Linked DNA regions of Mus musculus: region 1 is linked to region 2. The links are chromatin contacts, called in public promoter capture Hi-C maps. All regions are on one chromosome and are shown on one strand. Each heading gives the region's core, a stretch centred on a gene start, on an enhancer-like site or on the middle of the called end of the contact. The rest is flanking DNA. Distances are from core to core; before and after follow the strand shown.

Region 1 (5,147 bases), core at 129-2,628, 380 kb before region 2:
CTGACAAGGAACTTGACAGAAATCCAAAACTCTTTTGGCCAAGGTAAACCCCTTGTGTCCATTTTCCTCCGTGTCACACTCAACACCTGTCTAAGTCACACATTCACCAAACCCATTCATCTTCTCAGAAGAACGCCGCAAAAAGACACAAACCCTCAAGCTTTGTCAGAGCACTTACTGGAAAGAGCTCATGACTTGGCCCAGACCAGATGATTCCATCTGGGGTGACAGCGTCTTACTGACTTATCCAAGTCACAGGCGAGCATGGACTGGGGAAGAGGGGAGAGCACCTGCGGCAAACAACAGCTATTTAACCTTCTGGGAAGGCTACACGGTCTCAAGCTGGATCTTGGCGGAGCAGTTTTTATTTCAGACGTGTAAACAAATGAATGGTACTTAGCTCCAGCACAAAAAAAAACAAATAAGGAACTCCTGATGGAGCAGGAGAGGACGTGACAGGAAAGCACCGGCAGGAACAAAGAATTCTATAGAGCAAACTTTTAAAAAGATGTTTAAATTAAGAATAAAATCAAGTCACCTTTTCTGGGCTGGGTCCTGTATATCCAGTTCTCATCATCGGCTTCCACCTGGTGCCCACAAACGGACAGCTCTCCATCACTGCGGAACAGCCTCTTTGTCTGCCTGGACAGGGAGGAGAAATTTATCCAACTCACAGCACGTGAGAGGGAGCCTGGGCTTGCCTTGATTCCGAAGGAACCTGAGGAGCCGTCCTTTTTCATCTTCTTTCACATCAAAATCCTCTAGAGACAAAGGGCAGCCCAACAAACAAAATGCTGGCTTTTTAGAATTGGCCGGGATCCTTGAAAGGGGCCTGCCCCTTCCCTCTTAACGCTGAGAGTCGGGCAGGCTTTGTGCTTCTGCGTGCCCGATTAAAAGGAAAATGAAGGATTAAAGATAAATTTTTTAAGAAAATGGTTTACTCTAGACACATTGTAGCACCAATTTCTGGCGGGAGGTCCTCAGGCAAAAATAAAAATAATAATAAATAGAAGTACAAGCTTTAGAAAAATAAACAGTACAGTCATTTCAGACACACTTGCCAAGACTTTGTGAAGAAGAGCCAAGGTACCCCGACTCTTGGCTGCATGGCTAGCATCCCTAAAGGTAATCCTACGCCTCTCCAGGGCATCTTTCCCTCTTAAGGCAGACAGCCAGGCTTCCGGAGCTAACTCCTCACCCTGCAGAAAAAGATCCAGCGTCAAGCAGGCCCCTAGTTTAAAGTTCACCCACACAGGTTACTCAGGAGAAATCAAAGGGTTCGGCTCTGTTGTCCCGGCCCAGGGAAGAATCATAAACCGCCCACTTGCCCTCCTTCCCGTCTGGGAAGCGCTCCTAGCCGCAGGACTCCACAAACAATAAAACAGGCTGCGTGGCTATCGCTTGGATTACAGAGTAAGCACTCCTGCGAAAGATGATAGGCTTGCCCGACACTGAAGGCACCTCATTGGAGACAGAGAGCCCCGCCCCTCCACAGACCGTACTTCAGTGGTAGCTCAAACTTCTGAACTCCTGCAAAGCAATGGAAAAGCAAGCCTGTGCAGAACGTAGACGTCTCTCTGCAGATCACAAAAAAGATTTTGATTGCTGACTACTGGACCCACTTCTGAAAAAGGGTGATCACCAGAAGCGCTTTTAATGTGGTTTCTAGTCCCGAATTCCGGGGGTGGGGGTGGGGACACGGGTTAAGGAATGCCGCGATTAAGGATAAGGTAAGCAGTTTCACTTCACTTCCTGCTTTCAGCAAAGGTGAAACGCAGCCATGTGTGCACCTGTTTCTGCCTCCCCTTCTGCAGCCAGCAGGCAGAATATGGGGAGGTAGAGGCAGGAGGAACTCCTAGATCAAGGGCAGCCTTGTCTACAAGGTGAGTTCCAGGAGAGCCAGGGCTAGCTACACAGGGAAACCCTGTTCCAGAGAACAAACAGTTCTAAAGGCAAACTTTGTGTCTCAAGTCTACCCTGACTCTCTGAGACGGAATGACGGAGTTCTTCAAGCATGCCAGGGCTGGGGCGTTCGCTGAAGAAGTTCCAGAGCAAAGTGTCCCCAAGACAGTAGACTCTCATGCTACACAAGAAGACACTGGGACTGAAGAGGCAACTGAGAAAACAGCCGTCAGCACTAATGAGGCCAGAAAAGCTAAAGGGTTCTCAAGAGACCATGATGCCTAAATGCCTCAGGTTACAGACAGATGAACTCAAGCCCACACATACCCCATGCCAGAGCAGTGGTCAGGGATGGGAAGCAGACAGCACGGGGTCTGAAGTTCTCGGCTACTGGGTGTGCTGGTCCTACCTACCTCAGCTCTTAATTTTCAGTGATGTGTCTACACTGACCATTATTACAAGTGCAGAGACGATAGAGCTGCCAGGCCCAGTGGTGCACACCCATCTTCCTGATATTGAAGAGGTAAATGCAGAGAACTGACTTCCACTCTATGTAGAGCAGCCAGCCTGGGCTAGGTGACATCCAGTCTCAAGAAAACAAGAAGTAAAAAGAATTAAAAATATAAAAATGAGGAGTTTTTAAGAGCACCTCAGAAAAAATGTGAACGAGCCTTCTACTTAGCAAGACAGAGCTCCTGCCCTCTAAGAGTGCATGGGCACCAAACAACGTGCACAAGTCTCTCTAACCTGCTGTCCACACCTTCCTTATAGCTGCACTGTAATTCACATTTATAATTTAAAGGTATCTAAGCTTCATAATGAACCCCTTGCTGTGCCTGATACACCTTGATACACCTGAGACAGCTGAATCCTCTTGGCCTGGGTGCACAGTCTCAGTGCACCCAGTCCAGTACCCAGTACTGGACTCAGTACTCCTCACATGGCCCCAGCCTTGCACACATCTGGCAGAACCTAACGGAGGAGCAAGGAGAAAACTCACTATGAGCAACCAAGAGAAATAACTGGCTTATCAGAGCCAAGACTCAAGACTGTCCCTTAAAGTTGTTTACATTTATACAGAAGCTGAAATTATTTGCCAAAAAAACAATTTTACCCTAAATGTAGGCATGCTAACAAACTGGATTTCACTCTTTTTTTAAAAAAAAAAAATATTTATTTTATGTGAGTATACTGTAGCTGTAGAAGAGTGCGCATCAGATCCTGTTACAGATGGTTGTGAGCTACCATGCAGTTGCTGGGAATTGAACTCAGGACCTCTGGAAGAGCAATCAGTCAGTGCTCTTAACTGCTGAACTATCTCTCCAGCCCACAAACTGGATTTCTAAAAACTGTTCCTACAAACCACAAAACAGAATTGATTAACCAATCCTCCATGTACTGCCTAATCTATGGCTTAGGTCAGTGGTTTTCAATCTGTGGGTCTTAACCTCCTTGGGGTCACATATCAGATATACTGCATATCAGATATTTACATTATGATTCATAATAGTAGCAAAATAAGTTATAAAGCAGCAATGAAATCATTTTATGGTTGGAGGTCACCACGACACGAGGAAATGCATTAAAGGGTCGTGGTATTAGGAAGGTTGAGAATCACTGGCTTAGATGATTGAATATTTGCTAATACAAAGAAAATCACAAACATTAATTTGTTAATTAATTGGATCAAAGTTGCTACTGGCCAACAGCAAATACAATGGTTCTCGTCCGCCCCGGAGGTCACAGCTTTCTTCATGCTCCAGGTGGGTTCCAGCTATCTTAGAAGAGCCTAAGTGGGCTGCCTCAGAAGCCACCACACTCATTCATTTAGCAATGACCAAGAACACACACCTTAATCAATGGACTATTTACCCAGAGCCATGGGTACTGGGTACCTCGCAACTCACACGTACACAGTGTGGTAATCTTCATAATATTGCTATTGAGGAGTAGGGTACCTTAGAGTATCACTGGCTTGCTCTAGTAACTCCAGTCAGAATCTTCATCAGCATTGCAAAATGTTATCATCTAACCACCCCTCCCCCACCCCTCCCCCACCTCCCCGCTCCCCATGAAAGGCTCTGAGAGCATATCCCTCACCCTCTCAGACCTTTTAGACAGACCTGCTGAACAGATTTGACTCTGCTACTCACTGTGCTGTGTCTTCCCATGTACCCTCCTGCCAGCAGCAGCAGGCTGCCACACTGCAAGGTCTGCCGTCATCATCCTTGTGTGTGTGTGTGTGTGTGTGTGTGTGTGTGTGTGTATCAATACTGCTCCCTACCACTCTGCCTCAGCTGTGCTTCACGCACCAGGAAAACAGATAAACAAGCTCTCTGAAATTATATGTTTAGTGGGAGTCTGAGGCCCCGCAGGATGAAATGCACAGCTTTGATACAAGGCTGTGTCGCAGCTGCCTCCCTCGCACCCCCTTGCCCTTTACTTGTGTGGCTGAAGCCCAAAGGTCAGATGGCTGGATAATGATGCCAGGATGGGTCTGTATGCAGCTCGTGACTGATTACCTCTTTTATTTTACGTCTTGCCCCTTTTGGGTCACTTGCCAATCACTACTAACAATACTAGGAAAAAATGTATTATTTCAGGAATAATTTAAAAAATAACATTATCTATAAAAACTGAGAGGCACCAAAACATATTAGGGAAAGTCGTACAACCATCTTCCTGAGTCAATGCCCATGAATTTAAAGGCATTTATTTTTTTACCAAGAGTCAGTGGGGTAGGGTGGATACATTTAGAAGCCTTTTGCTTTTCCTGTATCAATATATACCAGCATCCTTAAAATGGAAGGGAGTCAAAGTTTTCCATGAAATAAAAATTGTTAAACATGGCAGGATATACTATGAAACAAACTCCTCCTCTAATCAGGCATGAAATTACCCTACTTGCCATCTGTGGAAAATGCCAGCCAAGAGGAGGAATTCATTTCAAGTGCCATGAGTTCTTTTGGCTTCTAAGTGACTTCTAGTTTCCATGTGAAGCTCATCTGTTCTGTTGAAGCAAGGAGGGAAGGGAGGGGAGAAGAGGCCGGCAGAGAACAGTGCTGGGTTGTTGACTGGGTGGGTATGCTTGGTCACCCTGGACAGTAATAGGGAGCCGATCTGAAGGCTTTAGAACAGAGACAAAAGGGGCAGGAGACACACACAGCAGTAGACAGCTTGAACTGGGGGAGGGAAAGAACAGAGCAATGTGTCCCTTATCGCATTACCACCCAAATCTCCCAGAC
Region 2 (5,702 bases), core at 2,525-5,024:
GGCAGTCTGTTAGTCTATGTCTTTTTATTGGGAAGTTGAGTCCATTGATATTAAGAGATATAAAGGAAAAGTAATTGTTGCTTCCTATTATTTTTGTTGTTAACATTGACATTTTGTTCTTGTGGCTGTCTTTTTTTAGGTTAGTTGAAGGATTACTTTTTTGTTTTTTCGAGGACGTGGTTTCTGTCCTTGTATTTTTTTTTCTGTTATTATCCTTTGAAGGGAGGGATTCATGGAAAGAGAACGTGTGAATTTGGTTCAGTCGTGGAATACTTTGGTTTCTCCATCTACAGTATTTGAAAGTTTGGCTGGGTATAGTAGCCTGGGCTGGCATTTGTGTTCTCTTAGTGTCTGTATAACATCTGTCCAGGATCTTCTGGCTTTCATAGTCTCTGGTGAAAAATCTGGTGTAATTCTGATAGGCTTTCCTTTATATGTTACTTGACCTTTTTCCCTTACTGCTTTTAATATTCTATCTTTATTTAGTGCATTTGTTGTTCTGATTATTATGTGTTGGGAGGAATTTCTTTTCTGGTCCAGTCTATTTGGAGTTCTGTAGGCTTCTTGTATGTTCATGGGCATCTCTTTCTTTAGGTTTGGGAAGTTTTCTTCTATTATTTTGTTGATGGTGTTTGCTGGCCCTTTGAGTTGAAAATCTTCATTCTCATCTACTCCTATTATCCATAGGCTTGGTCTTCTCATTGTGTCCTAGATTTCCTGGATGTTTTGAGTTAGGATCTTTTTGCATTTTGTATTTTCTTTGATTGTTGTGCCGATGTTCTCTATGGGATCTTCTGCACCTGAGATTCTCTCTTCCATCTCTTGTATTTTGTTGCTGATGCTCGCATCTATGGTTCCAGATTTCTTTCCTAGGGTTTCTATCTCCAGTGTTGCCTCACTTTGGGTTTTCTTTATTGTGTCTACTTCCCTTTTTAGGTCTAGTATGGTTTTGTTCATTTCCATCATCTGATTGGATGTGTTTTCCTGTTTTTCTTTAAGGACTTGCAACTCTTTAGCAGTGGTCTCCTGTATTTCTTTAAGTGAGTTATTAAATACCTTCTTGATGTCTTCTACCATCATCATGAGATATGCCTTTAAATCCAGGTCTAGGTTTTCGGGTGTGTTGGGGTGCCCTGGACTGGCTGAGGTGGGAGTACTGGGTTCTGATGATGGTGAGTGGTCTTGGTTTTTATTAGTAAGATTCTTATATCTGCCTTTCGCCATCTGGTAAACTCTGGAGTCAGTTGTTATAGTTGTCTCTGGTTAGAGCTTGTTCCTCTCATGATTCTGTTATTCTCTACCAGCAGACCAGGGAGACTAGCTCTTTCCTGAGTTTCAGTGGTCAGAACACTCTCTGCAGGCAGGCTCTCCTCTTTCAGGGAAGGTGCACAAATATCTGGCATTCAGACTTGCCTCCTGGCAGAAGATGAAGGCCCGAAACAAGACCTGTCCCAGAAGCTGTTAGCTTCTGTAGTCCATACTCTCACCTGTGCAGAGTAGTCTCGGAGGAGTCCAGGATCCAAGATGTCTCCTGAAGTTGCTCAGGCAAAGCCCTCCCGGGCTGGGCGGACACCTATCCTCTGGCAGGGAAGGTGCCCGGATGTCTGGAGCCCGAAAAGGGGGCTGCCTCAGAAGCTCTGTGGTTCCCACTTGTCCCAGAAGCTGTTAGCTTCTATAGTCCACACTCTCACCTGTGCAGAGTAGTCTCGGTGGAGTCCGGGATCCAAGATGTCTCCCGCAGATGCTCCGTCCTTGGCTTTCTAATCCCCCTGTTTCCACCCACTTAGCGCTGGGCTTACATGTACGGTCGGATGGCTATGGCCCAGCAGAGAGTAATAGGTTTCAGTGTAACAATTTTTACTTACTAAGTTCAAGTCATCTATTTTATTTTTTCCTTGCTCACAGAGTCCGGGGAAATTGCCTCATTATAACTGAAGTGACTCTACTGGAGTGTGGGTGGCCTTGCAGTGAGACCTTGCTTGGGGAAATTGTTAAGTATGGTATTTGTTTTAACACTACAATTTTGTATTATGTACATTTTTGTTATTAGACGCGTTCTCACGACCGGCCAGGAAAGACGCAACAGACCAGAATCTTCTGCGGCAAAGCTTTATTGCTTACATCTTCAGGAGCCAGAGTGCAAGAAGCAAGAGAGAGAGAAAACGAAACCCCGTCCCTATTAAGGAGAATTCTCCTTCGCCTAGGACGTGTCACTCCCTGATTGGCTGCAGCCCATCGGCCGAGTTGACGTCACGGGGAAGGCAGAGCACATGGAGTGAAGAACCACCCTCGGCACATGCGCAGATTATTTGTTTACCACTTAGAACACAGCTGTCAGCGCCATCTTGTAACGGCGAATGTGGGCGCGGCTCCCAACACATTTTAAAAGACATAAACTATAAATTTTCAGCTCCCTTCTGAGAGGAAAAAAAGAGGCCTTGAAGGATCTTACAGTCCTTACTTAGAAGATTTTGTAAGTTTGACAACAGTTACAGGACAGCTAACCACTCAGGTTCACATTCACATGGCAAACCTTGATCCTGTAGGGCAACTAGGCCACTGCTTGGGGAGAGCATGGACCCTGCACAGCTTAGGGGACCTGGCTACTCTCACATCCCCTGAAAACAGGTCTTTCTGACTATTACATTTTTAGCTTCTCACAGATTGTCCTTGGACTTCCCCAAGGCCTCCACCAGTCTCCACCCACCTTCCCAATCTCTCCTCTCTCTTCTCTCCTCTCTCTCTCTCTCTCTCTCTCTCTCTCTCTCCCTTCTCCCTCTTCTGCCCCCTCCCCTCCCCTTCTCCCACCCTGCCCCTCTCCCTCCTTAGCCCCTCCCCCGCTCCACCTCTCTCCATTCTCTACCCCCCCCCCCCTTCCTGGTTTCTGCACAAAGTCAACTTTCTTGCTCAATGAAAGTCCATTTTGGGCCTCTGTCTGACCTGGCCTTTTCCAGCCTCACCCAGATGGCTCATTCTCTACCTGTACCACCTTCAATTTCCAAGGGAGATTTGATTGGTCCAAATGATCAGTTTCACCATTGTTGTGGAGTGGCTGCTGTTTGATGAGGTTGACAAAGACTAGGCCACATTTGTGAGTGTGTGTGGGGGCTGCGGGGGGTGGGGGGGCTGAAACTCACTAGGTTGACCCGGAGTTCACAGAGATCTTCCTGCCTCCACGGAGGACGTCACCAATGACTTGGACACTTGGACACTCGTAATTAATTGGGGGTGGGAAGAGAAATTTCCCTCATGATTACATTTACAATTCCTATACAATAATTTAAGTTGAGTTTCTTTTTCAAAACTCTGGGTAGGGCAAGTACATACGATGGAAATAAAAAGAATTTGAATGATTTGAATGGTCAATGAAATGTAGGAAACAATGAAGCGAAACAAATGTATTCCGTCTCAAGATCTAGAATCAAAATCGGTAGACCTGGCCTTGAAGAATGAAGGTGTTTGCAAATTGAGTCTTTTTTACTTTATTATTATTATTATTTGTCTTGAGCCTAATGCTCTGCATACAGAACCCACGTGAGGCTCTGTTTTCCTAGGAGATCTCAGAATTTAGCACGCTGGGGGAGCTTTTTCTCTTGTTGGGTAAGATACTCTGTCAGGAAATGAAGATGCATTAGGCTGTGGGTCCTGACGAGTAGGACGAGAGAGGTGATGGTACTTTGTGTGTGCATTCCTAGAAACCTGCCTCCAGCTTTGGCGTTGGCGCGGGTTTCCTCCTCCTAGGCGTGTCCCGGGAGAATGGGCGGCCCCTTTCCAGACAGCACTTAGTCTTACTTGCCCCCTACGCCTCTCCTTGTCCCCTCCCTCCTCCACTGCAGCCTTTCTCTTAGCCCGGGCCACTTCCTTCTTCTGCCTGTTCCTCCCCAGGGCGCGGAAGCCGAGTACAGGGTTCAGACCCACGCAGCAGCAGCTCTTCCGTGAAGAAGGAAGCAATCGGAGAGGTGAGCTAGTCCTGGAAGGCGCTGGGGGAAAGCTGGACCCGACGTCTGGGAAGTCTGAGCCCCGGGTGGAGGGTAAGGACCTCGGGGTGCCGCGGTACAGCTAGAGGGGCCTTGGACACGCGCCCTTTGTACCCCACTGGCGGGAACCCCACTCGGCCAGCACACTTCCGCACTGGGCTCACGTGACGTTTTGCCGGCCGGGGGCGGACCAGGAGAGGGGCAGCCCCAATCGATGTTTGCAGCGGTGCAACGTGTGGGTTTTGCATTTGGCGTCAGCTTGGTTGGGTGGGGGGCTGGGGGTGAGGTTACGGGGTGCGGAAAGACTGGGGGGGGGGATCCCGGGGCAATGAAGTGGTGTCATGACATTGCTCTCTGCACTGCGGAGGGCAGGTGAGGAAGGGAAAGTAGGACTCGTGGGGCTCCCGGGCTGTGCCTTCGGGTGCGCTGACGGTGGGGGACCGAGGGAGGGTGAGTTGCGAAGACAAAGGGACGAAGCGCTTGTGGTCCCGGGCTCTGCAGCCCTATGCAGTTCAGGAGTGAGGGAGTGGTACACACAGACCTCAGGATTTGGGGATCCATATTTGGCAAGACCTCAAACTTGTAGGAGGAATGACCAAATATGGAGTCAGCTGGAACCAGCGAATAGGGACGAAGGTGAGCCTTTGACCCGCGCCAGCTGTTAGTGATAGAAGGGAGGCTGGAAGACCGCCTAGCTCGCGTGTAAAGTTGGCTGTCGGTTCCCGAGCAGGCGACTCTAGAAGGCTTTATTTCCTTGGCCTATTGCCTCTAGAGTTTTAAAACATAACTAGAGAAGGCTCCTGACATTCCTTTCCAAATGTGTATCGATGAAGCTTTCTAGCATGTGCCAAGCCCCTCTCCTTGTGAGACCCACTCAGACAGCCTAATTAGAATCTGAGACAGTTAGACAGGCCCGGCTGACATCTGCCGCTGCCCGTCTTCTGGCCCAGCCTCTCGCAGACAGGCTCATTTTCTTAGGTTTGCTTTGCTATGACCTCTCATTGTTCTTGATCTCTCAACGAAGAGAGGTTTCTCTCCGGCTTTTAGACTGCCCTGGGTCTATTGTATAATGTGAATATTTTCTTCTCTTTTCCCCTCCCATATTAAGTGACTAAAACCTATTGAGTTGGGTTTGCAGTAGCAAACCTATTATTTTCCTATTCATAAGGGTCCAGACTGCGAGGCTGTTCTTGCTTTGTAAATGATCTGCCTTAGTAAGCACTCAGTATATGATATCACATAAGGATACACTATTGCATTAGATTCGTTTGTGTAACAGTAAAAGAACGGGAAGACCTGGCAAGATGGTGTGCTGGGAACACGGCTTATGTGGCATTAACTGTTGTGAGCTTGTTTCATTCGCAATGAAATAAGTACTTCGTAGTGTTCTTAGAATTTCATGAATTAGGGTAAAGGCACTTACTCACTGCGAAGCCTCATGACCAGATTTTAATCCCTGTGACCCACATGGGAAAGCCCACAAGTTGTGTCTGACCTTCACATTCATACCCTCCCCAAAAGAAATACATGTAAAAAAAGATTTTTGTAAAAGAAATTAATTATGAATTAATTCGGCTAAGGAACCTGGCGTGTAATTTCTGGGGTTACAGTCATAGGATCTCCCACACCCCACATTTGTATGTAGGTTCTGGGGCTCAGACGCGGTAATCTCATGCTTATAAAGCAAGAGTCTTACCAACTGAGTCATCCCCCTGCCTCCCAATC

Evidence for each region. Capture Hi-C pulls out chosen DNA fragments and counts their contacts.
Region 1: a promoter capture Hi-C map of pancreatic islet shows a contact between it and region 2. The contact joins the promoter of Nhsl1 here to the promoter of Abracl in region 2. A contact is called at or near these places in 1 of 39 promoter capture datasets (cranial neural crest) and 1 of 9 other capture datasets (pancreatic islet).

Annotation. Positions count from the first base shown.
Region 1 is chr10:18,403,906-18,409,052 of GRCm38.p6, reverse strand. Nhsl1 (NHS-like 1) reads right to left here and starts at 1,378. Exons shown (of 7, transcript NM_173390.3): 1 at 539-1,378. The coding sequence starts at 740.
Region 2 is chr10:18,021,324-18,027,025 of GRCm38.p6, reverse strand. It overlaps Abracl (ABRA C-terminal like), which reads left to right and starts at 3,774. Exons shown (of 3, transcript NM_028440.1): 1 at 3,774-3,959.